Regions from separate parts of the Rattus norvegicus genome. Here region 1 is linked to region 2. The links are chromatin contacts, called in public Hi-C maps. All regions are on one chromosome and are shown on one strand. The core of a region is the stretch at or near the end of the contact, and the rest is flanking DNA. Distances in the headings are between cores, read along the strand shown. Region 1 overlaps LOC120103462 (a long non-coding RNA gene). Region 2 has its middle 63 kb from the start of Epcam.

Region 1 (3,623 bases), core at 298-2,797, 41 kb before region 2:
ACGAGGGTACAAATGCAAGAAACAGATCCAAGGAGCATGTGCTTCAGGTCAGAGCTGAGAAAACTCAAGGATGGCCAACAAAGGACGCTTCCTGAAGGATTCGAAGCTGCCGCCCATCTGGTCTCAAGCCTGAGAGGGAAAAGGTGGGAGAGGCAGCTCCCAGGAAGGACAGATCAAACTATGTTCTCTCAAGTAGATGTATCAAAACAATGTGCCAAGTGCCTTAAAATAGGGTGGTGGTGGGGAGTTCTTGGCCCGAATCTCTAAACAAAGATTAACAAGAGGAAAATAGTTTATTAAAAGTGTGGCGCATGGGAGATAAAGGAAGGAATGACACTTCCACAAAGAGCAGTACAATTTTAGGAAAGGGGAAGGCGGAAGAAACAAGAACTACACTCCCCAGAGGTATCGACTGTGAAAGGCAAATCAGAGAGAGGAAAAAAAACAGGAGACAAAGACTCTTCAATCTCTGCTTGCTGCGTGCCACTTCTGGCGGACGAAGGTCTCAAGTGTCTTCCATGATACCACCTTCCGGGTAAAGCGGAGAACAGGGACATCCGTGTACATTTCCATCCAGCTTTTAGGCAAACGGGGGAGGGAGGGTTCCTCTTGCTTCTGTTCCTTTTCAGCTGCCTTTGCTCAAAATAATCCTTATGCTAAAGTGGCCCGTGTCTGGGTGGTGTGTTTCGCTACCCTTCAATAGGATGGGCACAGCTTCAAGGCTATGTAAGGGACTTAGGCCGACCACCTAGTGAGCCCTTGGAGCAGTGAAAGAGCCCGAGGTAAGGCCTGGGAAGACCTGGCCTGGGGCAGGGGTGGGTGAATGTGGGGGAGTGGAGGTGGAGGGAGGGGGAACGGGACTATGTGACACAGGTAAGCAGCTGGATGAACAGGAGGATGGCAGAAGAAGCCCCTAGGCAAAAAAAGTCCTTTCGTTTAACCCAAACAGGACAGGTTCCTATCACGCTCCAGGCTCTGCAGGAGTAAATAGGGCCCGAGTCCTACTTCGGGGGTCCTTAGCCTCTTGCTTAGTCCCAGGACTTTGAGGCTATTAATGGTAGGGCAGGGGGGGCGAAGGAGGCTCTGGCATCTCTCCTGCCACAAAGCCGCTGATCCTCACGGTCCTGACAATCGTCCGCAGGATCTCAGGAGGAATCCCTCTCCCGCGGCCACACCTGAGAGGAAAGGGTGGGCCGGAGAGAAGGGACTAGGGTGACCTTCCGGTAAATACACCTATAGCTGCAGTGGGGGGCTGGGCAGGCGACGGCGGAGGGCCTGGAGCCCTCCCCGGATTCATCGGCTCCCCTGCGCCCCCTGCCGGCCATGGGCCGCACTCCACGCGCCGCCGCCCCGCCCTCCGCACCTGCGGCCGCTCGCCTCCCAGGAGAGGAGGTGGGAGGTGGGGGGGGGGGAACCTTCGGTTGTTTAGGGAGTGGAGGCGTTTCCGGAAGTTCCCTACCTGAGGGGACAACCCGGGACGTCCCCAGACCAGAAATTTCACCCTTAAGAATTACCGAGGGGTGGGGAGGTGACGTTCTTAACTTTTATTGGTTATTAATGCTGTGCGTTTTCTGGGCGAGCTGGGGGAAAGAGCCTGGAAAATGTCATCGACTGAAGAAGTCATTCACTTCTCTTAGCGAGGCTTTTAAATTAGCGCTCGTGTGCCTGGGCAAGCCTGAAGGGGACTCAGAGCCAACAGTTGTGCCCGGGGGAGGGCTGCAAGGAAAGGTTTTCTCCTGCCTGTCTTTTATCTCTAGGTAGTGGAGCCTCCCTCCTCCTGGAAGTCCGCCTTATTCTTCCTGAGCCTCTGTTACAGCCAGTGTCAGTGTCTCAGTTTGGTAGGTCAGGGTTCTCTGCCTATTTTTGATGAGTTTTTTTCCTGAAAGACTCTAAGCCTATTCTGTGTCCAGGGGCAGAAAGCCCTATCAGTGCGCGGCTGATATCTAGGGAGGAGAAGACACAGACACAAAGAGCATCCCATTTCCTGACCAGTCAAGGAGAAACTCCCACCATCCTCAAGTTCCCTGCGAATTTGGTCCCATGTTCCCGAAGATCTTTGTGAGTACCCCGAAATCTGAGCCCCGAACGGTTTGCTCTCTGAAAATATCCGGATGTCACTTAAGATCATGGGGACTTTAAACCTCTCTAGTCTCTCCTCTCCTCATCCCCTGCAATGGCTCCCCATTTCCCTCACAAGAAAAGCCAGAACTGAAGGCTACCCACAACACCTATGAGCCTCCTGCTGCGGCCACCACCCACATCTCTCTGGTCACTTTGTCTACCCTGCTGTTCCTTAACTAAGACAGAAATCAGCCTGGGCTCCGGCCCTGCAGCACACTGGGAAGTACGAGCCAGAGTGGCCAGCTCAGAGATAAAGTACACGTGAGTGCTCAAGGGAGGATGTAAACCATTAGGAAATAAAAAGAAAGTGTGAGTCAAAGTGATGGGTGGGGAGAGGGGAAGGCGCTCCAACCCGGAGAACAGGGAGTGGCCAGGAGGCCGGCTCCACCGCAGCCCAAATGGGAGATGGGGACCGCGGGGAGCACTTTGGATTCTGAGAGATTTGTAAGAATGGTGGCTGATTTCCTCCGTTCTCCACGACGCCAAGAGCCTCCTTCGTTTCTGGTGTGTCGTCTCATCTCGCCAGTCCCCGCCCATGCCCCCGTCAGGTCCATGCCCTCCTCCCACCCCCAAAGGCTAGAAATTGTATAGAGCACCTCTGGGTGGTCTGACTGGGGTCCCAGCAACCTGCTGCCTCCTCCTACCCTTCTTCCAGTTGCTAATCTAAGTTCCTGCCTGAGCTGCAGAGGGTCACAAAAGTCCTGTGTCACATCTTCCCTGCCCTGACCAGGAGGAAACCAAGTTTCAAAATGGCCTTATTTTGCAATCTGACTCAAAAGGGTGTGGAGTGGAAAATTATAGACAGCAGCCACCAAGGGACTTCGGCTTAATATAACTGGTGACCTGGGAAACGGCAGAGGCAGAAAATAATTTCTTCATTCTCGGACTGAGGGACAGAGAGGGTTATTCGAAGCAGAGTCAAAATAGAGACTCCTTCAAGCCAAGGGAGAGGATTGACACATGTATGGGTCAGAAGGGAAGCCCTCCCACTTCCTCCCGGCCCCTCCCTCCAGCTTTTCTCTGCACTTTCTGCTCGTCCACCCGCTTCCCATCCCACCCTCTTGGCTTTCCTGTCCTATCTCCGCTTCTTCTACCCCACCCCCGCCCCTGCTCGCTTCTTTCCCTCCTTCCTTTGATCTGTTCTTTCAGCTTAAGCAGCAGATACTTTAGCTCCTAACCACTTATTAAAAGGGAAAAATCATAAATCTTATGCAGATATCAAATGAGCACCTGTCAGTGACTGCCTTTAACCCATCAATTAATGAGTGATCTAGAAACATGTTGCAAACAGTTCACAGGAGAATCCCTAAACAGACATTCTGAAGTGATACAATTTGCCACTCGAGACATGTTAGTCCATTGGCAGTAAGCACATTTACCGTGTTGTATGGGCGCTCCTGAAGGACAGATCTAGAGCTTTTCATTATACCGGACTGAAGCTGCATACTCATCAATATGATAACTCTCCATCCCCCCCCCTCACACACACACACTCACACACT
Region 2 (3,927 bases), core at 296-2,795:
GGGTGTGACCGAGAGGGAGTTGGAATCAGGAGAGTGCCAGCCATGGGCAGAATTCATGCTTACCTGACTTCTCCGGAACAGGCTGAGTTCCAAGCTCCTGGCCCCTCTAGTTTGGAGTGTCTGCAATGGGAGGACACCACAGAGGTTCTGCCTAAGTGTTACTCTCTTGGGGTTTCAGAGAAAGGTTGGATCAGGGAACTGGGAAGAGAGACTAGGCCAAGGCTGCTCTTGGGATTCAGAACCCTGGCAGTGGCTGACAGATTTCTGAGACTGAGCGTGGTCTTCAGCCCGCAAAATCAGCAGGTCGCCATTCTGCTTGGGCTTTGCCCTGTCTCAAGCCCTGTAGTTTGAAACAGCAGGCTCCACATCTGAGGAAAGCGAGTCTTCTGCGCTTCCTCGTGCTCTTGACAAGGCTGAGTCAGATGACAGGGCCCCGGAATGACCAGCCCATGCTTACGGCTTCCCCGTCTCTGCCGATCGCGGTCGGCCAGCTAATGTTCTAAAGACTCGACTGCAGGTACAGCACTGGCTTCAACCCGTGGGGACAGCCAGGTGACCATTACTCTGTGGCCAGTGGTAAGCATCTAGGAGTTTACAGGGAATTTATTTACTTTTCAAGAATATAAGAGGTAAAAAAAGAGGAAGGGGAAAAAGTCTAGGAAATGCCTTCTTCTGCATCAGCTTGAGTGACATAATGTCCCTGTTTGCTGTGCCTGGAAGTGTTTGCCCAAGGATAGCAACACTGTGTAGAACATGCTGTCACACGGATTGGCCCTTGTAGGTCGTACTGTCCTATCCAAGCATGGGGGGAGGGAAGACAACACTACTAGTCCCCTCCTGTGTGCCAGCTGCATGTTGGTGGTCCCATCTCACTAACAGCCTGGGGTGGGGTGGCATCACTCTGGGTCTCTAGAATGGGCTGCAGCTCTAAGAAGGGCTGAGGAGCTTGTGAGGTAATGGGGAAGCAGAGAAACAACTAAGCAGGTTAGGGAGGGAGCTTAGGAGAGAGACTTTGCCCCTGAAAGCTACCAGAGCCGTTGAAAGGCTGTGGCAGTGGAACAGATTCGCCCTCCAGCCCTCCCGCAGCTGTGCAAGCACGAAATGAAAACCAGAGAGAGCAGTCCGGAAGGCACATCTCTTGTCCCTCCTCTGTCCTTGTGCACACAGAAGAGAGGTCTCTGGGCTCCAGGCTGGCAGTTCAATAACCCATTTTACAATTTTAGATCCAAGCCAGTGGCCCCCAGTTTTAATTTAGATTATTGAAAGATGGTAAATTGGGCCAGACAAGTGACAGGCGCTCGCGGTGTGGGCACAGCGCTGGCAGGTTGCTGCTAGGATGATTTCAGTCATGACATTGAGGTCGGGAGAGCAGACAAAGTCTGAATTTAGCGTAGCCGTTCACTCACTAATCATGAGACACTGGAAATGTCATCTAATCGTTCTCACGTGCTTTTATTTCACTGTCGAAATATGTTTCATAGCGAGACGATGTCTCACCGCCCCATCTCCTGTAATTGTTGCCTACTGTTTTATAAAAGCCGGCGCATTCTTGCCTTTCAATAAATGCTAGCAAGCGTCATTCCGGGAGCCTAGTTGCATCACCAGTATGGCATCATCTGGTTCTTCCTTGTGGAGCAATACTGCCGCTCAGTGGATGAATGTGGAACTGCAACTAGCAAAGTGTTTCCGCCCCACCCTTCTTTCTACAAGGTCAGGGAAACTCCAGCTTGCTCAAAAGGCTCTTTTGTCCCCCCCCCCCGTACTAAAACAAAGCAAAACAAAACAAACAAACAAACAAACAAACAAACAAGAAAAAACCACTTCAATCCCAGTGAATTTTGAACCTTGAGCTAAAGAAAGAATGCCACTTAATTTTAATTTTATTTATTTATTTTTGAGACATGTCTCACTATGCAGCTCCATCTGGCTTTAAAACACTTAATCCTCCTGCCTCTGCTTCACAAACGCTGGGATTACAGACATGCGCCACAACTTGTGAAGAACCACAATCTTCACTGGCCTGGGAACAACTTTCTAGACTTGGCGTGCCCCACCCTCATGTACCACTAACAAGGACCATATGGGCAGAAAGCGAAAACACAGCAGAGAACCACAGGACAGGCACCGCTAAGAAACATTCAGTGGGCGCCACTAGGCCTCAGTTGGAAACACAGTAACCAGAAAACAAACAAACAAAAATCCCACCAACTGTCTAGTTGGGGAAGAAGCACATTAGCTTTTAGCACACAAGAGGTAGATGGAGTGTTCAGACAGCCAGGGCTACGCAGGAAAACCGTGTCTTAAAACAATAAACAAACAAACAAAAGAGAAATAAAAAGGAAGGAAAGGATACGAACAAAATCACGTAAGAATAGATTGCAGTCTATAGTAACGACCTGAAGTCCGGGTGACAGACACTATCCCCACCAGGACTGGAGAAGCCACGGTCCTCGGTGTTCCCAGGGGCCCCGGACTCTATTGGAGTTCATTTAAATGTTCATTGTTTTTGAAGGTAGAGGAAGTGACTCTTGGCTACAAACTCCTCCTCTTGGCAATCAGACGCCAGAAAGGTCACCAAAACATGAACGGGGTTCCCAAAAGGGGGACAGCGGAGGGTCCCCAGGGCTAAACGATCTTCCAGAAACTCGAGTAGCACATAGCAATCACAGAGCAAGGACGAAGACAGGGCTCTTGCTGCCCGAGGACCGGAGTTGGACGCCATAACCCACAGGGGAACAGAGGGGACCAACCAAGTCCTGCCAGGTGTCCTCTGACTTCACACATGTGCTATTTCATGCACACATGCAATTAGTAAATGCAATTTTAAGCAGGCATTGTATATTTGTTGTTTAGATCATTCTCGTTTGAGACAAAACTTTAGGAAAACACTGCTTCTGTAGGCAATTTTTACTTCATCAGTTGTGTTAAGGTTTCCTCTGTATCTCTCTCTCTCTCTTTCCTTTCCTTTATTTTTTTTATAGAAAATAAGCCAAATTATTTGTCTATCACACCTCCAGCAGATGCCTTCCTAAGCCATGGTGGTGGATTATGGGTAAAGACAAATTTTGAATGCAATCTCCTTGCAACTTGCTATCGTGGGGAGGTGGGAAACATGGTGAATGTGGTGGTTTGAATAGAAATGGCCCCTGTAGGTTCATATCTGAATGCTTGGTCATTAGGGAAGTGTGTCACTGGTGGTGGCTTGCTCATTCCTTGACCGAGAACTGATCTTATTCTGCAGGTAATTAAAATGGTATAAAAGCTGATTGGAAAATAAAACATCTGCTTCAGCCTCCGAACTGGCTGGGGTCATGTTAAATGTTGTCGAATTGTCCTTTTCTTTTTAATCCTCGCTCCTGCCTTAGAGAACCTGCTGACTGATGGAGCTGGCTTGGTCATGAAACAAATATGTAGGTGGGGAGCTGGGGAGATGGCTCAGTGGTTAAGAGCACCAACTGCTCTTCCAGAGGCCCTGAGTTCAATTCCCAACAACCACATGTTGGCTCACAACCATCTGTAATGAGAACTGGTGCCCTCTTCTGCCTGTGCGGGCCTACATGTAGACAGAACATTGTACACATAATAAATAAATAAATCTTTTTTTTAAAAAAAGGTAGTGTAGTTCTAGTTGATTGATCTCATCTGCTCCCCAGCAGCGGCATGTGCTTCTTGCTACTTGAAAGAATGAAAAATGCAGAAGTCAGAAGTTTAGAAATGCTAAAATGCTATCTCACCCTAAGAAGCCCTAAATACCTCAAATTCCAGACCCTGCTCTTGGCCAATGAGTAGGTAAAAGGTCACATTTCTTGAGCCTGCTCTCCCAGGAACTAGATACGAACGTGATCCGATCCGACCTAGTAAGATAACGGGAAGCTTCTCCCAGGAACTAGCTGACCATAAAGTTAGAATGCAATCTTGAAAGCAATC

The links. A called contact is a pair of places that touch in the nucleus more often than the background predicts.
Region 1: a contact with region 2 is called in a Hi-C map of liver, with 4 times the contacts expected there. The contact joins two enhancer-like sites. A contact is called at or near these places in 9 of 12 Hi-C or Micro-C datasets (the A7r5 cell line, the Rat2 cell line, Schwann cells and 5 more).

The regions. Positions count from the first base shown.
Region 1 is chr6:12,752,000-12,755,622 of GRCr8, reverse strand. It overlaps LOC120103462 (a long non-coding RNA gene), which reads left to right. Exons shown (of 3, transcript XR_010052445.1): 2 at 1-782. Among named protein-coding and RNA genes, the nearest start is that of Calm2, 91 kb to the left of the region's middle. Within about 2 kb of position 1,547, at least 50 of the 93 cell types and tissues checked have an H3K27ac peak or open chromatin away from gene starts, as enhancers often do. A contact at or near this core is called in the A7r5 cell line and liver, where this site is marked.
Region 2 is chr6:12,710,854-12,714,780 of GRCr8, reverse strand. No RefSeq gene overlaps it. Among named protein-coding and RNA genes, the nearest start is that of Epcam, 63 kb to the right of the region's middle. Within about 2 kb of position 1,545, at least 63 of the 93 cell types and tissues checked have an H3K27ac peak or open chromatin away from gene starts, as enhancers often do. A contact at or near this core is called in the A7r5 cell line and liver, where this site is marked.